6 separate regions of the Mus musculus genome follow, and all the other regions are linked to region 4. A link is a contact called in public HiChIP or PLAC-seq and promoter capture Hi-C data. All regions are on one chromosome and are shown on one strand. The core of a region is the stretch at or near the end of the contact, and the rest is flanking DNA. Distances in the headings are between cores, read along the strand shown.

Region 1 (2,749 bases), core at 193-2,692, 390 kb after region 4:
GCAGGCTTTGTTGAAAAATGAGTGCAACCTTCCTGATTTTAAAGATTGGTAAACACTTTTGTTCTGACAAGGAATGGTTTTAGTTGCTGATTAGCTGTTACTAAAAGAACATGTGACAGGAAGTAGAAAGTTAGAAATGACATACAGGAGGAGGGAAACTCTCAGCACAGGTCGGCGGAGTGCATGTGTCCATGTGTGTGTGTGTCCGTGTGTGTGTCCGTGTGTGTGTCCGTGTGTGTGTGTGTGTGTGTGTGTGTGTGTGTGTGTGTGTAAGGCAGGTAGCTGCTCTCTCTCCCTTGCTTCTGCTGCATTTAGATTGAGATTCTGTGATGCCACAGGACAATTTAGAATCTTCTTCACTTCTGCTGAAACACACACACACACAGAGTGGTGGTGATAGGGAACAGAGAGGAGGAGGGAGAGAGAGATTTCTGTTTTAAGAAAAAGAAACCACATCTATGAAAGCTTAACTTCTCTGTAATGTGCTGATATTTGGGGCATTATTGGCTAATTTTTAATTTGTGGTTGTTAAGCTTAGTCTAGGAACTTAACAGAGAAGTTGCTAACAATTGCTGAAAACGTAGAATGTTTCCAGATTCCTTCATGTGCATTCACAGGATCCAGCAACAGTCCTATCACTTAAATAACAAACCAACTAATAATTTACAGTTTAAAAGGCATCTCAAAGTATAATTTATCCACTGGCCTCTATAGGGAGAGGTTGCAGACTATAGTTAATTTACATATGGGACACACACCTGGGTGTACGCACAGTAACTCTGTATAGCTACAGGAAGGTGACCTCAAACCCTCTTGTTTGTTAGTCTGAACTTGAGCAGTTAGTTTGTGTTACTGCCTATTTAATTGTTATCCTGAAATCTTCATACCTCTTTGCTTTAGATCCAATCTATTTCTATTTCTTGGTCAGAACAATCCTCAAACATCATTTAATGTTGATGGGTTTTGGCAGACCAGTGAATCAAATATTGTCTTTACTCTCTCTACCCAGTCTGTACAGTATTAGACATAGCTGTATGGCAGAGTTTGGGATTTACTATGTAAACAGGTATCAGTGAAAGGCAGACAGAATCCTGTGCCACCCACAAGCCCCTATGCGGTTACCTGGGCTTCTTGGTGCTGCTTAAGACACAACCAGATCCAAACAGTTAGTTTGCAAGGGCAAGTTAACCTTAGGTTTGACATAGAACCCCATTGGAGGAGGGGCAGATTCTTGCCATTCACGGGAGAAAGGATCCTTTGTCCAGCTATAAACGTCCATCTGTTTTTCCTTTGAGGATAGATAAGTGGTACTTAAGGATTTCCAAGGTCAAAGCAGCGTAGATTCAGAGCCAGGCTTGACTCCATAGAGAGGAACACTGCAGGGAGCTTCCTGCTTCCTAATGGAGAATTAGTTGTCAGGAGACGCTGCTGGTGATTTGAGGACTAAGTAACTGTGACTCAGATGCCTCGAGTGAAGTCCCAGGAAAAACATTAAACAGCTAAGAGTTCAGCAGCAGACTTGAGCAGCTGGCATTGGGGCAGTCGAGAAGCAAATGCAATAGAGGAGAGGCATCCTCTACAGGACTCCCAGGGCCTGGGGTTGGGGGGCACAGCTGGTGCTTTTCTGGGCTGATTAAAGTGTGGATGGATCATCAGAAACCCAGGCAGTACAAATTAGAGGGACGAGTCTGGGGCAAGAGTTGGTTAACAATGACGCTTCTTCCCACAGGAGGCCACAGAGTCACTGTGGTCTTTCTGTGGGATGTTTTGTTTTGGGCTCTCTCACACACCCATTTTTCTGCTTCATTGGCAGTTATGGGCTCTCCTCAGCTGACCTTCAAAGGCTATTCTGACATCACAGGAGGAGTGAAGGAGTTGGTGGAGTATTGGAGGTGCAGCCTGGCTTGTATGACAGATGAGCAAACCAACTTTCCAGTCAGAGGACATGTTTCATCATGCTATTTGCCACCTTATGGCATCCTAGTTCCATGGTTACTCACTGAAAATGCCAAGTGCCAATCACAAGAATGACATGCTAAGGGGCACTGCAGATTCACGGAGCTACAGAGAATCACATGCACTCTTAGAACCCCAGTGTCTGCATCATCAGCATCATCACCACCACCACCATCATCATCGCATCATTTGTATGTGTGTCAGTGCACGTGGGAGTCACCAGAAGCAAACTAAATTACTGAATTCTTCTGGTAGCTGAAATGTAAAGTTAGAAAATGTGCTAAAACAGCAACAAATGCAGATAATAATAAATTATTCCAAAGCAAGGCCCTATGCCTTGTTGATTCTACCTCAGTTAATTCTAAAGCCATTGTGTGGAAATAGAAATGTTCTTGAAAACATTCCCCAGCTGCCTTGGCAAGAGCAGAGTTAAAACTATGGCCTTCCCTGCTGTCTTCCCTAGCATGGCACCTCTATTCCAAATAGCCTCCTACTCTGAGAAATCACGGAGTTGGCCTGGTCTAGCTGCCTTGAGAGGCATGTATCGTTGATTTTTTTTCAGGTTAGGGTTCATGGCTGCTGGGGTACTGTGTATAATTTCAGTTCCTGCTAAGCAAAAGCACTCCCTCAGGCAGTGAAGTATTCAGGCTGCCTTGTGTTTCTCTGTGTTCCCTAGAAGTCAGCGAAGCATATAGAAACTTGACAGGACAGTTGGTCTTAGACAGTAATCTCCTTGTATAGCTTGCACACATCATTGAATCCTGGAAACTACCATTGTGTTGACCCTGGAGAT
Region 2 (2,700 bases), core at 135-2,634, 300 kb after region 4:
CATGGGGGTAGAAAATAGTCAGAGGCAAGAGGTCACAAACAAATAATTCATTTAGATTTGCATGTCATTTGGATTGAACACAGGATCTTCTGTACACAAAGCAACTCTAATTCACAAAAGCCCATTTACCACAGCATTTCTGCAACTTATATAATGTATATTTGTTTACACACATACACACACACACACACACACACACACACACACACACACACACACACACACACACAGAGGTAGGGGAGGGAGTGAGAATTTAGTCTTTTATACTCACATTTAAAAACCCAATCCTATTATTTTACTTTCATCTTTCATATGTATATTTATCCTCATGATTTTATTATTTAAGTACAATTGTATTAGTTTCAGACATGGTGGAAGCCAGGCTTCCTGGACCTCAAACTAAAGGAAGGGCCCCATCCTTTAGTCTTCTAGAGTCTATATGTCCCAAGGGTCCTATATTGAAATGGCAAAATTCTTAACATTCCCCTGCACCTGCATGCAGTGGAGGGAACTTCCCATGTGAAGTTCCTCCTGTTTCTTGTCCCCATGAGCAGATTCACACAACTTCTAGTCAGTGAGGGCACACTCTGATGCTTCCAAGACTTTGCAACAGGTGTTTGGCACATAGCTCAGTGGCACCCCAGACTCATTTTTTACCATCCTTTTCCCTGGCCCACGTCTGCTGAGGTAAGTGCCACTCTAATCTTTCAGGTGTGTTGGATGTCATTAAGTGCTTGCTCACTTAGAATTCAGGATAGAAAAGGGAAAGGCACGGATTAGAACTAGGAAGGTGAAGATTTGTGCACTGAGAGCAAGATGAGAATCTCGGAAGTGGTTGTAAGGCAGGTAAGGAAGTTTCCCACTTCCACTTCTAGCTGTAAGAGGAAATGCCATCCATTGCCCGTTGGAGCTGGATTCCTCTGTTTCTCCTGGGCATTCTGAGTTTTGACTTCTCAGGCCCCCATGCCACTTTTAATTCATCTCTTCACCCACAGAGTAGCAACAGTTCTCTGTGTACAAACATTTCTGTCTTCAGGTCTTCCCGACTTTGTCATTCCCAGCTAAGGTTTTCTGATCCCGTGTCTGACACAGGATTTGTAGTCTGTGGTTGTGTCCCCTTGCCTCCTACCCACCCTGTTCCATTTGTTTCTAGTAGTTACTATGCACACCACCCAGCTATTAGACTGACTTCTCTCTTGCAAATGCTCCCCACAGTGAAAGTTACTCCAGCAGGAATGTTAATTTCCAATGTGTGACTCTGGAGGGGACTTGTCTAATCTCAGGGGATGACTAAGAGTCTCTATCAGGTCTCCCAGGCTATGTTCCCTCCAGTCAAGCATGCAGGAAGACAAAAGTGAATGAGTCGCCTAGAACATTAACAGGAGCAGGAAATTGCTATGTGATGTCACCACCAAGCATTACTTGTGACCTGCTTACTCTTCTTTGTCCCTGGACTTGCTGTTCACACTGTGGCTTAGTGAGTGTGAACCTAGTTGGAAAACACAATGTTACCATCTTTAACTTCAATACATTTCATTTGAGGCAGCACTTATTTAATTCCTGCTGTGTGTTGGATCTTAAGCTGCTATCCCTGGGCAGCTGTTAATCTTGCTGAAAATAAGGCATGTAAATGGAAATACACAGAGAATTCTCACTGCTGGGTTAGAGAGGAAGGACTGACTAGAATGTGAAGGGTGTCTACTTTTAAAGAATGAAACAGTATAGGACTAAGGAGAAACTGCCCACATGCAGACAACATTGGCCAGAGACTTTGGTATCACCTGGCCAAATGTTCCTTGCTCGCTGTGTGTCCAGCGGGATTCAGGTAGACAGAGTCTTCACAAAGTGCAGTCATTACATCTAGAAAGAATGGCTTTGGACAAACTCCTCCCAACTGAATTCCTCTATTGAATTGTACAGTTGAGAGTTACTGAAGGAGGGACTGTATTATTTTTGGAAACAGTGCAATATAAGACATCTTTGGCTTGCAAGCATCTAACTCAGGAAACAATGAGTATTAGGTTGTTTTTCCATTTCAAAAAAGACAGTGATTCAGTCTTTTTTCCTCCTGAGCCTGTGAAGCCCAGCATGGTGTCCAGATCTTGATGGGTACTGAGTGAATGTAACTTTAACAATGTTTCTTAGTAGGCTACTACCAAGATGGTCAGGGGAATTTGCCCAGAGGAGTCCAGTATAAAGCTGAAAGGGATATATGTGCTTCAAACTCATTGTTGTATAGCAGTTTCCTCAGAGACTACAACCTTCTACCTTGAAGAAAAGGTCATTAAAACTCAGGAAGCACACAGGACAAAAACTTCAGGAAATCCCTGAAACTGACTAGATTCACTAGGTTCCTCCCTCCTTAAGCTTATATAACCGATAAGATATGCTGAGAGACTCTCTCCATTCAGTAGCAATAGCAGGATGAGGCAGACACCAGCTGACTTATCTTAATAAGTAAACATATCTTTGTGTTACTTACTTTCTAGCCTGTTGAGCTGCCAGCAAATTGTTCAGTGGACTCCAGATTTCTACAAATTTGTAGCCATCACCCATGCTGGGGTTGGTAGGCTTTGGTGAATCAGCTCTTTTTGAGTCATTTCTGCTCCTATAAATAACCCTTTATCCATATTACTATGATAACCTCAATAAAATTCATTGGTTCCCCAAGTTGGACTTCAATGATATTGTTACTTTAGT
Region 3 (2,964 bases), core at 457-2,956, 420 kb after region 4:
AGCATTTGCTTGGAAGCATCTACTTGACAACAGGGGTTCCAAAAGTCTTCTAAATAGAATAAAAATTCCATAGAATGGAAGTAAGACAACATTTAGCTTAAGGGTTGATGATTTTGTCTGTAGCAAATCAGCTTTGTGAAGAAGACTGCAGCTGCCTGCTCTGAGAAGAGTAAGCTGTGCCCACCACAAAGGTTAGAATACTGGTCCTGTCGTTGCTTCAGAGATTCAATACCCGAATTCCTCATCTCCTCTAAGCTTCATGTTTCTCCATCTCAAAGAGAAGCTGATAATGCTGTCATGAGTGGGACATTTTATTTTAGGACAATGACTTGTTTCTTCTATCATCCTGCTTGCACTTACTAGCCAGCAGGTCTCACCATAGCCTTTTGCTATTTTCACTACAATTCCTGTTTAACATGTAACAGAATTAGGAGTTAATCTCTCAACTGGAACAAAACCACATTATTTGTGAATGAGGGTACTCAAATTTGTCCTTTCCATGACACAAACCATTAGCACTGAAAAGTAGGTCATTTCGTCTAAAACGATGTAAATAGACAAGCAAGGCTAAGGGCCCTTGACACACCAAAAAAATAATTGCATTTTCTTCCATTAAATCATTTGGGCATCTAAGAATATAATGAAGACAAAGGGTACCTTGGAAGCTGATGGGTGTCCTAGAGAGGCCTTGGCTAGGGAATGTTTGGCAGCTGTTGATGTTTCAAGCTGGGGGGCAGTGTGTGCAGTTTTGCCTTAGCACAGGGTTTGCCATGTGTTGAGTGGGTGATAGAGCATCTTTTGAGGGGCATGATACAGTAGGCACACATGACACCTACTAGAACTTTACATCAGCATCACCTCTGGCTTGTGTGTCTTCATTATAACTCACAAAAAGAACTATGGATCAGTCTCTCTCTCTCTCTCTCTCTCTCTCTCTCTCTCTCTCTCTCTCTCTCTCTCTCTCTGGCCAGGATAGACACCTCATTTCCTTTTAAATGAGGTCAGATTCTTGAATATAGATGAGCTTTGAGAGACACACTTTTCTCCATGAGAAAAAGTGTGGCATTGTCTCAGCACAAAGGTGAGCACTGGCCCTGCTCCTGAGGTTCCTCACTCAAGTAGCCCATGACTCTACATATCAGGCTCTGGGGAATGTCATAGCAGGAAGGAAGTGGGTGTCTTTCTTTCCTACACAAGCAGGCAACCCTAGGAAACATCTTAGCAGCCGGAAGTTATTTGGCTTGGGCTATGTCCAAGGATGTACTTTACAGCGAGGACCTCCATGTGCAGAGCTACACACACTGCTCTGTTACAATGCGCCTAGCAACCTGTTAGCAAGCAACCTTAGACTCACAGCCCACTCCAAACCATGGAGTACATTTCTCCTCTTAATGGCTACCAAACTTTAACAAGTCCTACCCCAGCTCTCTAGGAGAGTAGGGAGGCCAATCTGGCCTAAACTAGCTCTGAGTGCATGAACAATAAGGCAAATTATGTCTTTTGAGGTAATTTTTTGGGGAAAAACACCCTATTTACCATCTTAAGCCTATGCATAGTTGGGCATATATATGATTACAATCAGGTGCATTATGGGAAGTAGCATCTGCAGTAGCTTAACTTACTCTGTCATAACAGAACCACCCAAGCTGCTCCCCTTGGCAAGCAAACTCCTTCTGTTGAATCCCATAAAAGGAGGCTCCAGGCTGTAGTCACGGGCTCTGCACACCCCCACGCCCATGACTGCTGCCATTCTTGATGCTGCAGTTTCCTCTGTACTGCCACCATGGAATCGAGTTTACTTACTCTCTTTCAATCTGCGTGAGCTTTTAGTTCAGTCCTTGGAATGCAGAATGCCCTGACCCGGATGCTAAGTACAGGAGGGAGCAGAGGTACCGTTGCAGAAAGGGGAGAGTTTGGTTCCCTGGAAGAGCAGATTTCACACAGACAACCTGCTTAGCCAGAGCGAGGGGTCCTGGATGCAGCCTCTTCTCAGAAGGGATCCTTGTCGTCTTTTAAAGGCTTGTTTGTTTGTTTATATTTGTGTGTTTGTGTGTGTGTTTCTCTATGAGTCTGACTGTGTGTGCCTGTGTGTATGTCTTTCTGTCTGTGTATTTGTCGGTGTGTGTGTGTGTGTCAGTGTTTGTGAGTGTTTGTCTGTCTCTCTGTATGTGTGTGCCTTTGTGTGTGTTTGTGTGTCTGTGTATGTCTGTGTCTATGTTCATGTGTGAATCTCTCTCTCTCTCTCTCTCTCTCTCTCTCTCTCTCTCTCTGTGTGTGTGTGTGTGTGTATGAAAATGTTCATATAAGTGCCCATGGAAATGTCTGGTCTCCTGTAACAGGCAGTTGCTGATATGGGGGTTGGGAACTGAATTTGAGTCCTTTGCAAGAGCATTAGTCACTTAACTGCTGAGTCAACTTTCCAACCTCCACATAAATTCCCAATTAGGACCCTAAGACAGCTTTGCCTGTGGAGCTGAACTAAAGCCTGTGTTGGTGTAAATGGCTTGGGCACACAGTACACACTCCTTCTGCACCTAAGATGTTTGATGTCTCTGGGTGGGGGTTGGGAGGCAGAAGTGCTGCAAGTGTGTGCAGATCCCTGGTGTGCGATGACAGACTGGAGGACCACACCCCAGGGCCTGAGAGTATGTGGGAAGCAGAGGGTTGGAGTAGTGCCTGAGCTATCAGTTAGGAAGTGTCTAAAAGTCTTTGAAGTCTGTGAAGGCTTGTAGTAGGAGCCATGGTGGGGTTCATTGAGAGGAAGCTGCATTGCCCAGTGGTTATGGACACAGGTTGCAGAGCCTAAGGATATGGCATGGAGCTCCGCCACACTTCCTACATTGCTACCTACAGATGCACAGTAGGTTTGAACTTCTCTCTTCTCCGATGGAACTTGCACACAGGCTCATGAGTAGATCCAGCCATGGCGTGCAGAAGAGACTAGCACCAAGGCAGATACTTGTG
Region 4 (2,700 bases), core at 102-2,601:
TGGCCGTCTTACCTGGCCCTTGACCAGGCTGGCAGCAAACTGGCGCATGACGGCCTCCACCGTGTAGGCGCTGGACCAGCCGCGCGGCGTGAGCAGCTCCATGCAGATGGCGCCTCCGTCCAGCACGTAGCCGTTCTCCAGTCGCGGGCTGAGCACCCGCATGAAGGGCGGCGAGAAGGGGAAGTTATCGGGGAAGGTGAGGTTGAGCAGGATGAACTCTGTGTTGGTCTCCTTCATGTCCTGCCACAGCACCGAGTCCTTGTCCACCTGGTGCAGCTTCACGTTCCAGTCGAAGAGGTTCTCGTTTACCAGCTCCACCGAGATGAAGCGGTCGCTGAGGCGCGCGATGTCCTGGAGCTCCTTCATGAGCCGCCGGCTGCGCACCTGTGTGCAGTGCTGCTGGCGCGCCGCGGGCACTAGGCTGCCGCCCGCCGCCGCCGCGGCCACCGCGGGGCCCGGCCCCGCCCTGGCGCCCGCCGCCCGCTCCCGGGGGCCCCCGGCGCCCGCCGCCCCCGCCGCCCCCGCGGCTGGCTGCGGCTGCTTGTCGCGCGCGGCCAGTTCCGCCGCGCGCTTACTCTTGCCCTTGCCGGGCCCCGGGCTGGCGTCGCCTGAGCCCCCGGGGTGCTGCTGTTGCTGCTGCTGCTTGTGGCCGCTGCTCTTACCACCACCTTTGCCGCGCAGCGATGCGCTCTGCTGGCCGCCGCCTCCGCCACGGTGGTTGTGGTGGTGCTTGGGGTCCTCGGTGTCCCGGTTGTGCAGGCGAATGAGCCCGATTTTACGGAGCAGCGTGGCCATCTTAGGCTCGGCTCTGGCGAGGGGCTTGCCGGGGCTCCTGTTCCCCGAGCCGGATAGCTGGGACGCACGGGGCTTGTGGGGGGGAGGCAGACGACCGCTTAGTGGGGCGCGGCGAGGGCCACCTTAGGAGCCGGCGGCCGTGGCGCAGCGGAGCGGGCAGTACCAGCGCTCGCTGGCCGCCTTGTCGCCGCTGTCATATGACGGGTCTTCTCGGGCAAGGGCTCCGGTAGCCCAGGGAGGGGAGGCGTGGAGACGCGGCTCAGCTGCTGTTCCTGGCCGGTCCCTGGGCGCAGTCCCCGGACGCCGGGTGTCCGTGGTCCTTTGTGCGCGGCCGCAGACCCGCTGGTCCCGAGTCTAAGAGCTGCACCGCGGCGCGCACAACCGCCCGCGGTGCCCCGGAGACAGCGAGGTGGCCGTGGAGTCGCGCTGTGCGCCTGCCGGGCCGTGCTGCGCTGGCGGCTACCGCGGGGCCCGGGCCACTGCCGCTCTCGTTGCCGCCGCCGCTGCGGCTGCTGACATTGCAGAGGCGGCTGCTCCGTCTGAGCCGAGCCCGGCGCGGAGGGGGCGGCACTGCCGGCCGGGAGGGGGAGCGCGGGGCGGAGCCGCGGGCTTGACTGCACCGAGCCACCCCCGCCGCCAGGTTCCTGCGGCGACACACGCACGGCCGCTGGGGGGAGACAGCGGTACGCGCCCGCACCATTTTCTCCTGGCTGCGTGCTAGCTGCGTGCGCTGGGGAGCCAGGGGAGGGCTGGCCTGAGCGTGCTAATAGGGTCTCTCAGAATCACTGCATTCTTTGGGACCCTAAAACCTGAATGCTGTGTTTGAGGTCCGGGCCTTATATCCCATTTAACCTCCTTAGGACAACCAGAGGGAAAAGGTGGAAATCAACCTCTTTATTAATCCTTCTAACCAGAGGTATGAGCCCAATGTTTCTACGCAACACTTCTGGGCGGTGGGAGCCTAGAATGACAGAAGGAACACGTAAGGACTTTAAAGTCAGGGCGGAAAGCGGGATGAAAGGGTAGATCTACTGCAAACTTAAAGAACAGCCCGTTCAAAGTCACGACTAAAAGCAAACCTTTAGCCAATCCACTCAGCCCTCACTGGTTTGCTCCTTCCACCCCATCCCCTGCCTGCTGGCCGCAGCGTTTCGGCTTTCCATGGCCAGGCTGTGCGTGGTGGCTGCTTTCCAAAATGCAGCGGAGAATAACACCAGACGCCTTCTCTGGCGCTGACCGGTGCTAAGAGCGGGAAAGGACTTTCCGAGCAGCAACCCCCGTTGGCCACCCCCTCCCCGCCCCCCAGGGCTGCTCTCCTGAGTGAGGGACCTCCACAATACTCAAATGAGGGAGAGATCCGCCTTCCGCCTGCAGATTCACAGTCCACCCTGCCTTTCCTTCTTCCTTCAGCCTGTGGAAACTCACTTAAAAATCTGGTGAAAATTCCAACTAAAATCTATTTCAGATTAGCTCGAACTGTGACGGTTCCGGTGTGCAGCGTGTGGCCCAATGGCGTAGGCGAAACCAATCCCTCAAGAACAACGAATATTATCCCGCTGCCATCCTAACTGGCGTCAGAGCCTACTGCCTCTGCTGGTGTGTGGATGGGGGGAAGAGAGGGGAGGGGAAGCAGCTCAGCTCTTCAGGACAGGCGTTCCTTCTAGATGACAGCCCCTTGCCTTTCTGCCCCTCACATCTTTTACCAAATTTTGAGTTTTCACTGTGGAAAATAACTGGTGATGTCGCTGTGAAGACACAGACCTGGGTTTGGAGATTCAGATTTGGGGATAGATGTGTAATGGGGGAGCCAGGCTAGCTGGTGTAGATGAGGAGTAGAAGGTTCACACCCACCCAACATTGCACCTGGGAGAGGGTGGTTCTCCAGAGAGCCTGTCAATCCTTTGA
Region 5 (2,735 bases), core at 216-2,715, 470 kb after region 4:
GAAGGCTCAAGCATTCAGTTTATGAAGGTATTGAAACATAGGAGTAAGATTAGTCTGTAGTGGGATGTCCAGCTCCAGCAGGAGTTCCTGGGACACTCTACACCCCACCCCCACTCTAACTAGGGCTCTTCAACTGGAACCACACACCCTCCTACATAAACCTAGACAAGATGCCTTAGACATCCCAGGACTGACAGCTTCTAGAGTGGAATACTGACAACAGTGTTTATTTGTCTAGAGTGGACGTGTATTTCCTTCCTACCTTCTTACCTTCTCTTACTTTCAATCAATACTCCTTGGGTTATCTTGTACACACCTCTCTACCATTCTTTTGTGTAAGTGTGTATTTTCATACATGTGTGGGTGTGCATGAGTGTGTACTCGGGTGGGTATGGAGGACTGAGGTTGATTTTAGTAGTCCTCAACCACTCTCCACCTTCCACACTGACTTGTGATTTCTCTCTTGAACCCAGAGCTCACCAATTCAGCAAGTCTGCCTAGGCAGCTTGCTCTCTAAGGATCCCCAAATTTCTCTCCCATTGTGTTAGGATTACAGTTGTACTGCCACATGCAATCAGAATTTATGTGGCCTTTGAGAACTTGAATTCCAACAGTCCTCACCTTACAGTGGTGTGGCAAGTGACTTACTGCTAAGCTACACCTCCCCAACTCCCATGCCACTAAGCCACGCCGCTTCCTATACCACTAAGCCCCACCTCTCCCACACGCACCACTAAGCCATGTCCCCCATGATTCTGTCTCATTTTTCATCCCACTTTCCACTGTACCTGCAATCTATTTTTGTCTACTTGTTTGGTTTATGTTTGCAGATTGTGTGCCCCTATGCTGGTGCTCCATTGGTTGGATCTCCTTGGAGCACCTGACTTTTGTGTCTGCACATACCGTGGGGGCACACCCACCCCCATGCACCAGTCACTTACTCCTAAATACTGGGACATCACATTTCCTCTCTTGGTTTCTATTGGCTTGTAGAAATTAGGTTGAGACATGCAAGGCAGGTTCAGAATGGAAAGAATGACTAGATCAGTATTAGGCTAGTAAAAATGAAGGTCATTGGTTGAATAAAATTGATCAATTTTTCTAATGTAAAAAGAAATAGAAAGAGAGCTATTGGGGGCAGCTTAGCTATGTGTTAATAGTCTTTTAATGATTCACAGAGTCATGCACTCACTCAATGGGTCACCAAATGGTTATTTATTTACGAATTCACCGTATATTTATTCTGGGTACACACACACAAAAAAATAAACCAAATCTTGGTGTTGTCATCTCTCTTCACTTGTATAATTTCTGGGAGCTTTGTTGGGACAATTCAATTCAAGAGTGTTTAGATGATGCAATATGGAGCCATGAGAACGTTGCTTGGAATATTTTACAGGGCAGACCATGTGAGTCATTTCTGAGTCACTGAGTCTAATTTTTTTCTTCCCTGATCTGTCCAAGCACACCTCAAGCTAGCTGTGTGCTGCTCTGTAGAAGAAGAGCAATGAGCAGACTACCCACCTGACTTTGTTGAGACAGTGGTTGAGGCTTGCTTGCCATCACAGATGCTGGCACAGCCACTGGAAGATGGATATCTCTCCTCTCACCCCTCTTCTTTCTGTTACACACACTGCTGACTATCTCACACTAAACTCACATCTAACTCCCTTCTCACCTGTATACCCCCACTGCCACCACTACACATATGTACAGTCAGTGCAAACACTGACCATCTCCTCTCCTCACACTCTAAAGGCATAGACTGGACTAATTAATTCTCAACAGTCTTTTCTAAAGTTGGTTGGTCTTCCTGGCTAGGATATTACTTGATGTACTGGACAATGTATTCACTCATGTGAAACTTAATTAGATAGACTTTGACCTGCAACACTTCTGGACTTGTTTTGAAGGGATAGCGATAATAGGTCAGGTAGAGTGCCTGACAAGCATGCATGAGGCCCAGAGTTCAATAACCAGGATCTTAAGAGAAAAAGGGTATTGCTTATTCAGCACAGGCATGGTGACTCATGCTGTGATTCCAGCATGTGGGCAAGGCAGGAGGGATCAGGAGCTCAGAGCCAACCTGGGCTTTTCGGACTCCCTGGTCTTCAGAGCAAACAAGAAAAGAACTGCTTTGTTGAATTTCCAAACTACTTTGTAAGAAGTGCCTGTGATCCCCCATCTCTGAGCTACCCAGACTGATGGTCCAGCTTATTTCCTGCCTACCAGTGTGGAAAGGAAACAGGCAAGCAACCTCAGCATGGTTAGTCTCAAATTATCTTCCCCCTGTAATTTCTAGTTCACATGCCTTCTGTCCGAACAAAGAAGGGACGTTGATTTCTACCAGGCAGCACTCACCTTCAAAGGGACTGTGCTGGGTGGAAACAGCCTGTTCACATCAAAGGTAAATCATTTGCAGACGAGGGGCCTGAGACCCAATGCATGAGGCTTTTACAGCCTGGATGATACCTGAACACGATTCCTAAGCTTGAATGGAGCCATGCTACCCTGAAAATGAGAACAGTCAACTCATCACAATCCAGTGTGGTTCATGGAGTCTACCTGAGTGTATGCAAGGCTGTCCATGTGTAAGTCACACACTGCTCAGCAGGTGCTTCACGAGAGAGACATGGAGGAAGGGCGTGTGCTAGGGGCAGATAACGTGAGCTGCTGATGTGTAAGTTCTCAGGCCAGGGGATTGTCTGGCAGCACACATGACTACAATAAAAACA
Region 6 (2,700 bases), core at 60-2,559, 440 kb after region 4:
TATACCCAAAGGACTCTTCAACCTACTGCAGAGACATTAGCTCATCGACATTCATTGCTGCTCTGTTGCTAATAGCTAGAAACTGGAAATATTCCAGATGCCCATCAACTGATAAATAAATAACAAAAATGTGGTGCATTTACATGTGGGATATTATTCATATGCTAAGAAAAAATGAAATGATAAAGTTTATAGGTAAGTATATGGAGCTAACAAAATCATCTTGCGTGAAATAACCCAGGCCGGAAAGGACAGATATTATGTTTTCTCTTACATCTGTATGGTAACTTTTAAGCTTTCAGTATCTATGCTATAATTAGAATAACTGGAGATGTTAGATACCTAGTAAGGGACCAGGAGAGAGTAAAGTGTTTCTCAAGGAAGGGAAAATACAATATTATATTACGAGGAGATGAAGGGGAAACTAAGACTAGGAAAATTAAACAGAAAGGCAGATGGGAGAGGAGAGTAAAGGAGAACACACGAGGAGGGACAACTAACAGTAAAGGCCATGGGAGAAACATATGGAAATCTACTACTGTAGAAGCCTCCTCAAATATATGCTATATGAAAGGAATCTAGATGGACTCACCACATAGTAGGGGAGGCAATACCCCAACTAGACACTATGCCATCAGAGAAAACTTCTAGTGCTAGGAAAGGATTACATCTAGTTAAGTCATTGGTCAAAGGGTCCAATGCAAACCCCCAAATACCACAGGCTGTTGTCAAAGCTAGTGGTTGTTCCTTATAACCTGATGCTAAGGCCCTGATGCTGATGGCATAATTTATACCATTGAATACGGATGGAAAAGTGGGGCTGGTACCTAACTATAAGCTTCACTCTACTGAGAAGCATTCATAGCACTGGAAGGTTCACTGCATACTACTGAAGGAGGAATCATCAATGTCCCCTAGCTACAATCCCTGTGACCTACTGCATTCTCTTGCCTGTAAGATATTCTGGTGCAACAATGGTCCATATGATATGAAAGTAAGCAAATGCCTTTTGATTGGACTTAAGGCCCATCCTGTGCCTGACATTGCTAAAGGGGTCAATAACCTGAGACCAGATAGGTCATGGGCCTAGGGGAAATCCTAATACCATGGTTCTGTTAGGCGAACATAGCAATACTCCTGATGACATTTTGCTATACCCATAGATCACTACCTTGCTTAACCCTCATCTGAAAAACTTCCTCTTGCAGAAGATTGGAATTAACTCAAGGTATTTATGACTGGACAGTGAGTAAAGAGTGAGAAATGTTAGAGTACTCAGTCCTAAGGCACTCATCAAACTTTTTGCTCAAGGCTTAAGAATCTACATAGCAAAGGAGGCAGAAAGATTGTAAAAGCCAGAGGTTATAGATGTTTCCAAGGAACAATACCCTTGCAAACTCATGAAGACTGTGGCAATGTACACAAAGCCTGTACGGGTTCAAACCAGACAAAAGTCTAACTCAGGAAAGGAAGAGTGGACACAAAATCCCATCTTTAACCAAAGAGCTGTCTACAATTGACACACAATGGCATAGGGAACATTCCTTTTACTAGTGGAGTTTCACAGGGTACTTTAACCACAATCCAGGGCAAGCCTCCTGCCCAGGAATAGTTGGTCAACACAAAACAAACTCTATATTTTTCCTTTCTTTCTCCCCACTGTGTGTGTGTGTGTGTGTGTGTGTGTGTGTGTGTGTATGTGTGTTTGTCCATGTGTTGTCTAAAAATCCAATATCAAAAATATCTTCTGAGACTCATGACTCTCTCAGCTGTGAGCCTTTATTAAAAAAGTCACACAATCCTAACATACAATGGCACAGAATAAATCTTCTGATTTCTAAGGAAGGGAGTGGAAGCTGTGGAAGGGATGACCATACCAAAGATCAGCAGAAAACCACCAAATTCTATAGCTTTGAAGCTACTGATTAAGTCATTCAAGTCCCAGCAGCCTTTGCTGGCCTCCAACTTTGGATTTTGGTCTTTTACTAGCAGCTAAAATAGCCTCTCTTGAGGCAGTTTCACCCCATGTCTACAGCATTCTTTGGCAGACATACCAAAGGTTTGGGGCCTTTGCTGCACCATCTTTCTAGCTTCATACAATGGTGTCTCTGAACTTCCTGTCCAAGAGACCAACTATGACATGCATATTTTGATCTTCGTAGCTTTTGAGGACCTTGGTATAAACCACCATAATTCCTCACACTTTCATTTCTCAAACCTGCAAAACCAGTACCAGCCCTGGGGTTAACACTGCCCAGTTCTGTTGTCAGCTCAACTTGTATCTTCTCCTATTCTGTCACAGCCACAGGGATCTCTGCATGTCTTGGTGGCAAAATCTGGAAAAATACTTTCCTAAGCATTTACTTCAAATAGAAAAACCTCCAATGCATACTCAATTCAGTATTCTTCCTTTTAATGAATTAAATTTTCTCAAGTTGGAACCTCCCCTGGGAAGACTCTTATCCTCTGGGTACCTTTCCTATTGTTCTAGAACAGACCACATGGTTTCTTTTTAATTGTGATAACCTTTAACAATTACAGCCACTGTCTCATTACACACCTTGTATCAATTTTAAACATATTCATTTTCTCATCAGATTGCATGTTTTCATATTTCCTGCTGCATCTCTGCTCTCTTACCATAAAACTATGTAAGCAGTGAGCAGTACTGGGGCACTACCATGTTCTGAAACGTTCTCT

The links. Promoter capture Hi-C pulls out the DNA fragments that hold promoters and counts their contacts. HiChIP or PLAC-seq counts read pairs in DNA pulled down with a chosen protein or histone mark.
Region 1: a contact with region 4 is called in an H3K27ac HiChIP or PLAC-seq map of embryonic stem cells, with 6 read pairs. The contact joins the enhancer-like site here to the promoter of Ube2ql1 in region 4. A contact is called at or near these places in 9 of 39 promoter capture datasets (cranial neural crest, embryonic stem cells, liver and 2 more) and 5 of 115 datasets of contacts at active chromatin or transcription factors (embryonic forebrain, embryonic hindbrain, embryonic midbrain and 1 more).
Region 2: a contact with region 4 is called in a promoter capture Hi-C map of neural stem cells. The contact joins the enhancer-like site here to the promoter of Ube2ql1 in region 4. A contact is called at or near these places in 5 of 39 promoter capture datasets (the C10 cell line, hippocampal neurons, liver and 2 more) and 1 of 9 other capture datasets (embryonic stem cells).
Region 3: a contact with region 4 is called in a promoter capture Hi-C map of hippocampal neurons, with 5 times the contacts expected there. The contact joins the enhancer-like site here to the promoter of Ube2ql1 in region 4. A contact is called at or near these places in 7 of 39 promoter capture datasets (the C10 cell line, cranial neural crest, embryonic stem cells and 3 more), 24 of 484 Hi-C or Micro-C datasets (the AML12 cell line, the C2C12 cell line, the G1E-ER4 cell line and 13 more), 8 of 115 datasets of contacts at active chromatin or transcription factors (cardiomyocytes, embryonic basal ganglia, embryonic forebrain and 5 more) and 3 of 9 other capture datasets (adipose tissue, embryonic tail and liver).
Region 5: a contact with region 4 is called in an H3K27ac HiChIP or PLAC-seq map of embryonic fibroblasts, with 7 times the contacts expected there. The contact joins the enhancer-like site here to the promoter of Ube2ql1 in region 4. A contact is called at or near these places in 12 of 39 promoter capture datasets (cranial neural crest, embryonic stem cells, frontonasal cranial neural crest and 6 more), 1 of 484 Hi-C or Micro-C datasets (cortical neurons), 9 of 115 datasets of contacts at active chromatin or transcription factors (VIP interneurons, embryonic basal ganglia, embryonic fibroblasts and 6 more) and 1 of 9 other capture datasets (embryonic stem cells).
Region 6: a contact with region 4 is called in a promoter capture Hi-C map of trophoblast stem cells, with 7 times the contacts expected there. The contact joins the enhancer-like site here to the promoter of Ube2ql1 in region 4. A contact is called at or near these places in 11 of 39 promoter capture datasets (cranial neural crest, embryonic stem cells, frontonasal cranial neural crest and 6 more), 3 of 484 Hi-C or Micro-C datasets (cerebellum, cerebral cortex and embryonic stem cells), 6 of 115 datasets of contacts at active chromatin or transcription factors (embryonic basal ganglia, embryonic forebrain, embryonic hindbrain and 3 more) and 1 of 9 other capture datasets (embryonic stem cells).

Annotation. Positions count from the first base shown.
Region 1 is chr13:70,123,754-70,126,502 of GRCm38.p6, forward strand. No RefSeq gene overlaps it. Among named protein-coding and RNA genes, the nearest start is that of 1700084F23Rik, 97 kb to the left of the region's middle. Within about 2 kb of position 1,443, at least 8 of the 459 cell types and tissues checked have an H3K27ac peak or open chromatin away from gene starts, as enhancers often do. A contact at or near this core is called in embryonic stem cells, where this site is marked.
Region 2 is chr13:70,043,242-70,045,941 of GRCm38.p6, forward strand. All of the region lies in intron 2 of Gm3772 (predicted gene 3772), which reads left to right. Among named protein-coding and RNA genes, the nearest start is that of 1700084F23Rik, 16 kb to the left of the region's middle. Within about 2 kb of position 1,385, at least 5 of the 459 cell types and tissues checked have an H3K27ac peak or open chromatin away from gene starts, as enhancers often do. A contact at or near this core is called in neural stem cells, where this site is marked.
Region 3 is chr13:70,158,080-70,161,043 of GRCm38.p6, forward strand. No RefSeq gene overlaps it. Among named protein-coding and RNA genes, the nearest start is that of 4930520P13Rik, 73 kb to the right of the region's middle. Within about 2 kb of position 1,707, at least 21 of the 459 cell types and tissues checked have an H3K27ac peak or open chromatin away from gene starts, as enhancers often do. A contact at or near this core is called in cortical neurons and hippocampal neurons, where this site is marked.
Region 4 is chr13:69,738,546-69,741,245 of GRCm38.p6, forward strand. It overlaps Ube2ql1 (ubiquitin-conjugating enzyme E2Q family-like 1), which reads right to left and starts at 1,352. Exons shown (of 2, transcript NM_001145162.1): 1 at 13-1,352. The coding sequence starts at 795.
Region 5 is chr13:70,211,811-70,214,545 of GRCm38.p6, forward strand. No RefSeq gene overlaps it. Among named protein-coding and RNA genes, the nearest start is that of 4930520P13Rik, 20 kb to the right of the region's middle. Within about 2 kb of position 1,466, at least 16 of the 459 cell types and tissues checked have an H3K27ac peak or open chromatin away from gene starts, as enhancers often do. A contact at or near this core is called in embryonic fibroblasts and second pharyngeal arch cranial neural crest, where this site is marked.
Region 6 is chr13:70,180,777-70,183,476 of GRCm38.p6, forward strand. No RefSeq gene overlaps it. Among named protein-coding and RNA genes, the nearest start is that of 4930520P13Rik, 51 kb to the right of the region's middle. Within about 2 kb of position 1,310, at least 1 of the 459 cell types and tissues checked has an H3K27ac peak or open chromatin away from gene starts, as enhancers often do. A contact at or near this core is called in trophoblast stem cells, where this site is marked.